Linked DNA regions of Ovis aries: region 2 is linked to region 1. Evidence: chromatin contacts called from public Hi-C data. All regions are on one chromosome and are shown on one strand. Each heading gives the region's core, a stretch centred on a gene start, on an enhancer-like site or on the middle of the called end of the contact. The rest is flanking DNA. Distances are from core to core; before and after follow the strand shown.

Region 1 (3,471 bases), core at 425-2,924:
CTGGGGGCCCCGGCTCTTGCATCAGCAGCCCTGGCAGGGCCTCTGCAGGGCCCACACGAGCTTCTGAGAGCTTTGAGCATAAGGTCACAAAATAATGACATGGCAGTGTCTCCCGGGTGAGCCATCCTCTGTCTTTGGGGAACCCCCTCAACTTGGCTGTTGCAATGTAACCCAATACCTGATGAAATCCTCCCCCAAAGCAAGAGGGAGGTGACCAATGACCTTTGTCATTTGATGGGAACGTTCCTGTATCCTCTGCTGTTTGCCTTAATGTTCATTCCCAGCAAAGTAAACAAAGCATTTTTACTTGGATTTTCTGTTCAATTCAACCAGTGTTCCCTAAATGCCTGTGGTATGCTGGGGAGAAAGGGCTCCTGGTGGCCCCTCCACCATATCCAGAATGTGCTTCCTTGCTTCGGAAATCTGTTTTGGGAACCTGAGAGTGTAGTTTCCCTGACAATCTAACAGCCGAAGCCAAGCCACACTGGTCATCGCAGAAACGCTTGCCCTTTGAAAGTCATGGGCGAGTGGAAGCAGCCTGAACCCTGGTGCCAGCAGGTGGCCTCGAGTAAATTCCTGACCTTCCTGGGCGGCAGGCAGTGACACAGATGGTCCCTAAGTGTGGCCACCCTGGAGCTGAGCCCTGGGCCCCCTCCCAGCTCTGCCCAGCTCTGTGCCCTCACATGTCTCCATCCTCATTGCCTCACCTTTTACCCCAAACAGTGACCGCCCTTGCCCACCAGACCATCACAGGCGAGTGGCTCCTAAGTGCCCTGGAGGTCCCCAGGAGGAGATGTCGAGACGAGCCTTCAGGTTTAGATGGCCACATGCTTCTTCTGTTACATTTTATTTGATGGTTTCCAAGATGGGGCGCAAATCCTCTAAAGTTGGGAAGGGGCTTTCCTGAGAGGCTTTGGGGACAACAAAGGTGCTTGCCAGGGTCGGGGTAGCAAGGGGCTAAGAAGCCAGAAGTGGAAATGTTCTGAAAGGAGGGAGGGTGGCTGTCTCATGGGTCACAGAAAGGGAGACCCGCACACGTCTGGAAAGGAGAGGGAGGGAAGGAGACCTGGGACCCAGCAAAGGGGCATAGATGTGGTCTCTCCCTGGAGCCCCAGGGCTGGCAGTTAGGGCCGGACCCTGTAGATGGTAAGACATCAGGATCTGTCTTGCTTCTGTAAATATTTAAACACTGGGAGGATTATTTTTGGTAGCTACAGTCTCTCTCCGAGCCTGGCGGGCTGCCGGGCTGCTGGGAAGGGTGTCGAGTGACAGCGGGCTCTCTGCACGCTCCCCTGCGCTCCGCGTGCTCATGGGCACAACGGCCAAAACTTAAACTGGGTCACGGTTCTCCTTTCTGGGAGAGCCTGACCAGGCACGGGCTCATAGGCTTTCATGTCCGGGGTAAGACCAATGTGACCAACACGGATGTCAAGTCTCCGAAGTTTCCCTGATGGTAATTGAAAGTGACAGTGCCTTGAGCTTCCAAACCGCGAGCAGTGAAGTAGTAGGGCCAGCCGCCCGGCCAGGCACCCCCTAGGGAGGTGGCCACGCTCCACCAGACCCACCTGGGGTGAAAGGACTCATTGTGTGTCCCCGCAGAGCACGAGGGGCTGTAGAGAGCCGTCTTTGTCGCGTCCACGGGGCTGACGTGCAGAGGAGCCTGCTCCTGTGGCGGGCGTGGATGTGGGGTGCCGAAGTCCACCGGGGCCCAGCTCTCTGGGAGCGGTGGCCAGTTTCCCCCGGCCCCAGCATCAAATCTGATGGGCATCATGGCCCTGCTTCTTCCCTATGGAACACGAGGCTGGCATACACCCTCCCTTGAAACTCCATTTTCCTGGAGGTGGCACTTCAGCTGTGGAGGGCTCTGTGTGTGCCCAGCAGATGGCAGGCTTCCCCCAGATCAGCCAGGGGTGTGCCCTGCCCGCTGAGCCTGCCTCGCCTCCCACCCAGAGAGGAAGTTCCATCTGCCCTTTGTTGCTCACCTGTTCCCCCTCCCATCTCACTGCCTGTTCCCGAGGGGCTGCCTGGATATGTGCTGCTGAGGAGGGGGACACAAGCTCAGGCCCAAGCCAGACTCCCTTGACTGTGGGGCCGCCAGACATGCCTTTCCTGGGTCCCATCCCTATTTTCAGCCAGCCTCCATCTCCCTGCCGACTTTCCACTTCCTCTCTTGGGGGTCTGATAGGTGGAGAGTTGCCAGCATGGTGCCCCACACCACCCTCAGCCTTGTGCCATCCACTGCCCCCCCAGAGACCAGATGGTTAGACAGACTTGGCCTCTGGCCCCAGATCAGAGACACACGGCCAACATTAGACCTGGGATGCCAGGCAGCGGTCATCCCGGGATGCAGACTGCTTTCTGTCCTTCTCACTGCCCCTGTGGACATGCTGACCCCTGCCACAGCCCAGCTGAGTCTCAAGGGTGGCCTTGTTTGGGATTTACTTTGTTGGATACTCTCTCTTTAAAAAAAAAAGTTAATGGTTTTTATATAAACAATATTTAGTTAATACAGATGTGTTAGATATAAAGGAGTGGTACCCCAAGGAATTGAAAGCAGGGACTCAAAGAGTTATTTACACACATCTTCCATGACTTTTAAGAACCAACTTTTTCAGATTAGCCATAAGGCTGTGTCGATTGTTCCTCACCCCAACATTGGTCTGGAACTCCAGTCACGCTGCTGTGGCCCGGGACTGCTGGCTGCGGGCACCTCTGCACCAGCTCTGGTGCAGCAACCGTGCACCTCTGTCTGGTTTGGAAGGAAGGGCCGGCAAAGCTAGCCGTGGCACCAAGGCCAGGGGTCTCCTCCTGGTGAACAGGGCCTGAGACTGATCACCACACACACTTCCCTGTAACAGGGACCTACGCCTGCTCTCAACACAGCTTGTTCAACCCAGATCTAAGGCGGTTGAAAATCAAATCCAGTTTTAGGCCCTGAAAGCAGGTTCTTCAGAGACTCCGGTGGGCGGGGAAAATTGGAGGAAGCTCTGGGAGGCTTGTCAGATCAGGAGATACTGCTGCCCCAGCCTTTTCCAGAACTTAGAAAGCTAGACTCTCCCTGTTGTCTTCTGGGAACTGGGAAAATGAACACACCCTTCTGAGTGCCTGGCACTGAAGGGAGGGTACCTAAACAGGACCCTGAGTCCCTGGCCCATACCCCCCATCCCAGAGGATGGGAATTGACACTGGGAATCCAGGAGGGGGCCTCAGGGAGGGACTAACTGGGCATGCCAGCCATGAGGGTCCCCCTGCCTGCCCCCAGGAATCTCTGCCAGTAACCTGTGGTGAGATTGGCCAGGGCCAGTGTTTATACCCCTCCTCTTGGGCTTCCCTGGTAGCTCAGACAGTAAAGAATCTGCCTGCAATTCAGGAGACTTGCGTTCAATCCCTGGATTGGGAAGATCCCCTGGAGAAGGAAATGGCTATCCACTCCAGTATTCTTGCCTGGAAAATTCCATGGACAGAGGAGCC
Region 2 (3,471 bases), core at 498-2,997, 160 kb after region 1:
GGAGTGGGAGGGTAGGAGTTGGGGCGGGAATCTCTCCGGTCCCGCGCACCCAGGACCGCGCCGCACCCGTCGCGCACCTAACTTTGGACAGGAGGCCGGTTTTCCGCTCTGGGCTTCCTGCCCTTTCCAGTCAGACTCCTTGGCTCGCCTTTCCTCCTCTCTCTTGTTCTTTTTTTTCTCTCTTTCTTCCACCACATCCCTCGCCAAGGGAAACTGCTTCCAGTCAAGTTTATCACCGATGTTTTAACTAAATCTTGGGTTCCGAGGAGTGGGTGCTGTTACTTGCAGCTTGGGCGGTAAGCGAAAAGGGTCGGGGATTGCTGGGCCCAGACTGGGCTTCTGTCTCTGTCGCTGCCGTCCCAGCCACGGGTCACCGCGAGCTGAGCAGGAGCATGCAGTTTGCGTGTGTGCAAACGCAAGGCACGCGGGACCCGGTCCTCGCCCCCTTTCCTGGACCCCGCCACCTTCGCCCCTCTTCGTCAACCTTCAGTGGACACTGTGAGGCTCCCCGGGTTTTCTCGCAGTGTCTGTCACGCGCATTGGGATGAGCTGCCAACAGGAAGAGTGGGGCACAGGCCCAGCGGGTTGCCCGGGTACGGGTAAAGCAGGGAGCTTCCCCAGTCGCGCTCCCCAACCCCAGCCAAGCTCCAGACTCTGCCTTGGTGGTCGTCCATGCCCTCCCCAACACACCCCGGCCTGGGGCAAGGAGCGGCTGGATTGGGGCTAGCGACACTTGGGGCAAGGGCCTGGCGTGGAACAGCAACGCGGGCTGGCGGCAGGGGCAGGTGGCTGCGGGTGTCCGGGACGGGTCGGGGAGGGGGCAGGAAGAAGGCGCGCGAACTCCCCCACGGGATCCTGGGGTGCGCGAAGACTCGGGCGGCAACGGCGGGCCCCCACTGGGTCTGCATTCGGCCTTCAAGCTGGGGGCGAGCGCTCGAGCCCAGCGCGCCTCGCAGGGCCCGGAGGGTGGCCGAGGGCAGGGTTGCGCGACCGGAGAAGGAGACACAGGCACATTGATTTGTTAGCGGGATGGGGCTGGCGGCAGCGGGGGGAGGCTGTTGCCATGGAGACCGAGGGTCGGGTGTGCAACCCGGGGGGAGGGGGCCGGGTGGGAACGCTGACGAGGGGCGCGTCGCCGGCACTAGGGGGTTCGGGCGCGGCCCGCGGCGCCCCAGCACCTGTGCATTGTGCATTGTGCGGCGCGGACGGCGGCGGGGGGAGGGAACGACGCGAGTCCTGGCGGTGGGGGTGGGGCGGGCTGGGGGTCGCCAAGGGGGCGGGGCCTGGCTGACACCGCCGCCAGGGTCCCAGCGAGAGCTGTGGGGGACGCTGAGCACCGGGGGGACATCTTGGCGGCGGGGGAGGGGGCCCCGGTGGGGACCGAGGGTGGACGGCCCCCCTGCCAGCCCGACAGACTGACAGCGGCCGAGCCCGCCTCCACGCTACGCCACTTCCGGCGGCGGCCCCACCCCCCCCTCGCGCTTAGTCTCCGGAGTCGCCTCGGACTCCGCCCCCTGGCGATTGGAACGCGGGTCACGTAGCAACGCGGGGGAGAAAGCGAGAGGGGCGTGGCCCGGAGTTCGCCCAATCAGAGCGCGGGAGAGCTGGCTCTGGCCGCTTGGCTTTAGCAACGTCGTTAGCAACACGTGGGGCGGGAGGAAGCGCGGGGCGAGCGGGGAGGAGGGAGCTGCGCGAGGGAGGGGGCGGGGAGGGAGCGAGCGCGCGGGAGGGGGAGGAGAACTGACGTCAGCGGGAGAGTATTATGGTCTGTCGTGCGCTGGCTGCTGCTTTTCTGCTCCTGGAAGCGGCCAAGGGGGGAAGCGCCGAGTCAACATGGAGCTTTCAGCGGTGGGGGAGCGGGTGTTCGCGGCCGAAGCCCTCCTGAAGCGGCGCATCCGGAAAGTAGGTGCCCCCGGGCCTTGGGCCGAGCCCTCCCCTCCCGGCCCGGGTTCCCTCCCCCTGCTGCAACCCAGCTTCCCTTCCCCCAGGTCCCAGCAGCGGCCGCGGCCGTGGCGGCGGCTCTGAGCCCAAGCGCTTTCCTTAGACTTGCAGCGATGCACAGATTGCATGGGTGGGGGGCGGGGTGGGGGGAATGAATGCCGGTGCATGCACTATGTGCAGCGTTTCGTGCAGGGGGTGATGCAGCGGGCGCGTGCCTTTTCGCGGTGGGATTTAGCGCATTCATTCGGTCCATGCATTTTGTGCATGTATTTCTCGTGTCCCCGTCATGCATTTTTCCTCTTGCACACACAATTTCCTTTTTGCATCTTCAGGGACGCATGGAATACCTCGTGAAATGGAAGGGCTGGTCGCAGAAGTAAGTAGGTTCTGTGCAATTCTCAACCCCAGACAGTTATTCCGGAGCTTTCTTTCTTCCTCTTTTTCCCTTTACATTGGAATACAATACAATGCAACAAGAAAAGTTACAGACATACACATGCACACCCGCGGTTCTTTCTCTGCTCCCTGGACTGACGCCCACTTCTTCCTGATTTCCTTTAGGTACAGCACATGGGAACCTGAAGAAAACATCCTGGATGCTCGCCTGCTCGCAGCCTTTGAGGAAAGGTACAGGCCATTCCAGGCTTCAGCTTCTCACTTAGAAACACGAAGGGTGGCTCCTGTCTAGCCTCAACTGGAGGCACACTTGGTTTCTTCACTCACGCACCCCTTTCTCCCCCTCCTTCCTTTCTGCAGGGAGCGAGAGATGGAGCTGTATGGCCCCAAAAAACGAGGACCCAAACCCAAAACTTTCCTGCTCAAGGTAGGGTGATAGTGTCCAGTGATGGGCAGTAGTGTTCTTGTGTCAGTTTGTGGGAAGCAGGCCATGAGGGGTTATGAACCAATGGGGTGTGCTGTTTGTAATCTAGGAGGGAGTCCCTAGACAGGCTGTCACCAAGTCACTTCACCGCTAAGGGTATCTGAGGGGAGGGGCTTAGCCAAACTAGAATTCCTTTATCCAACCCCCTCAACCATCTCAAATAGACATAATGACTGCTTCTAGACAAATCTTCTACCCCTTTGTTTCCAGACAAACTGCTACTCCTATGCTTCACCCCTACCCAAATGGAAATTCCAAGGCATCAGAGGGTGAAGCTGGGAGGCTGGGGCTGAAAGAGGGTGGGGGGGGGGGGGGAGGAGGTGGAGGCGGGGCAAGGGCCCTGCTGGGTTCTTGACACTGCCCTCTCTTCCTGAAGGCCCAGGCCAAGGCAAAGGCCAAAACATACGAGTTCCGAAGTGACTCAGCCCGAGGCATTCGGATCCCCTACCCAGGCCGCTCACCCCAAGAACTGGCCTCTACTTCCCGGTCCCGTGAGGGCCTTCGGAACATGGGTCTTTCCCCACCGGGAAGCAGCAGCAGCACCAGCAGCACCTGCCGAGTGGAGCCCCCTCGGGACCGAGAGCGAGACCGGGAACGAGAGAGGGAGAGGGAACGAGAGCGGGAGCGTGAACGGGGCACCAGCCGTGCAG

What was found. A called contact is a pair of places that touch in the nucleus more often than the background predicts.
Region 2: a Hi-C map of muscle shows a contact between it and region 1, with 5 times the contacts expected there. The contact joins the promoter of CBX8 here to the enhancer-like site in region 1. A contact is called at or near these places in 10 of 16 Hi-C or Micro-C datasets (blood, hypothalamus, liver and 5 more).

What each region holds. Positions count from the first base shown.
Region 1 is chr11:51,927,852-51,931,322 of ARS-UI_Ramb_v3.0, forward strand. The region is part of intron 3 of TBC1D16 (TBC1 domain family member 16); the gene reads left to right. Among named protein-coding and RNA genes, the nearest start is that of TBC1D16, 38 kb to the left of the region's middle. Within about 2 kb of position 1,675, at least 8 of the 54 cell types and tissues checked have an H3K27ac peak or open chromatin away from gene starts, as enhancers often do. A contact at or near this core is called in muscle, where this site is marked.
Region 2 is chr11:52,089,718-52,093,188 of ARS-UI_Ramb_v3.0, forward strand. CBX8 (chromobox 8) reads left to right here and starts at 1,748. Exons shown (of 5, transcript XM_027974233.3): 1 at 1,748-1,902; 2 at 2,274-2,317; 3 at 2,503-2,568; 4 at 2,698-2,764; 5 at 3,198-3,471. The coding sequence starts at 1,834.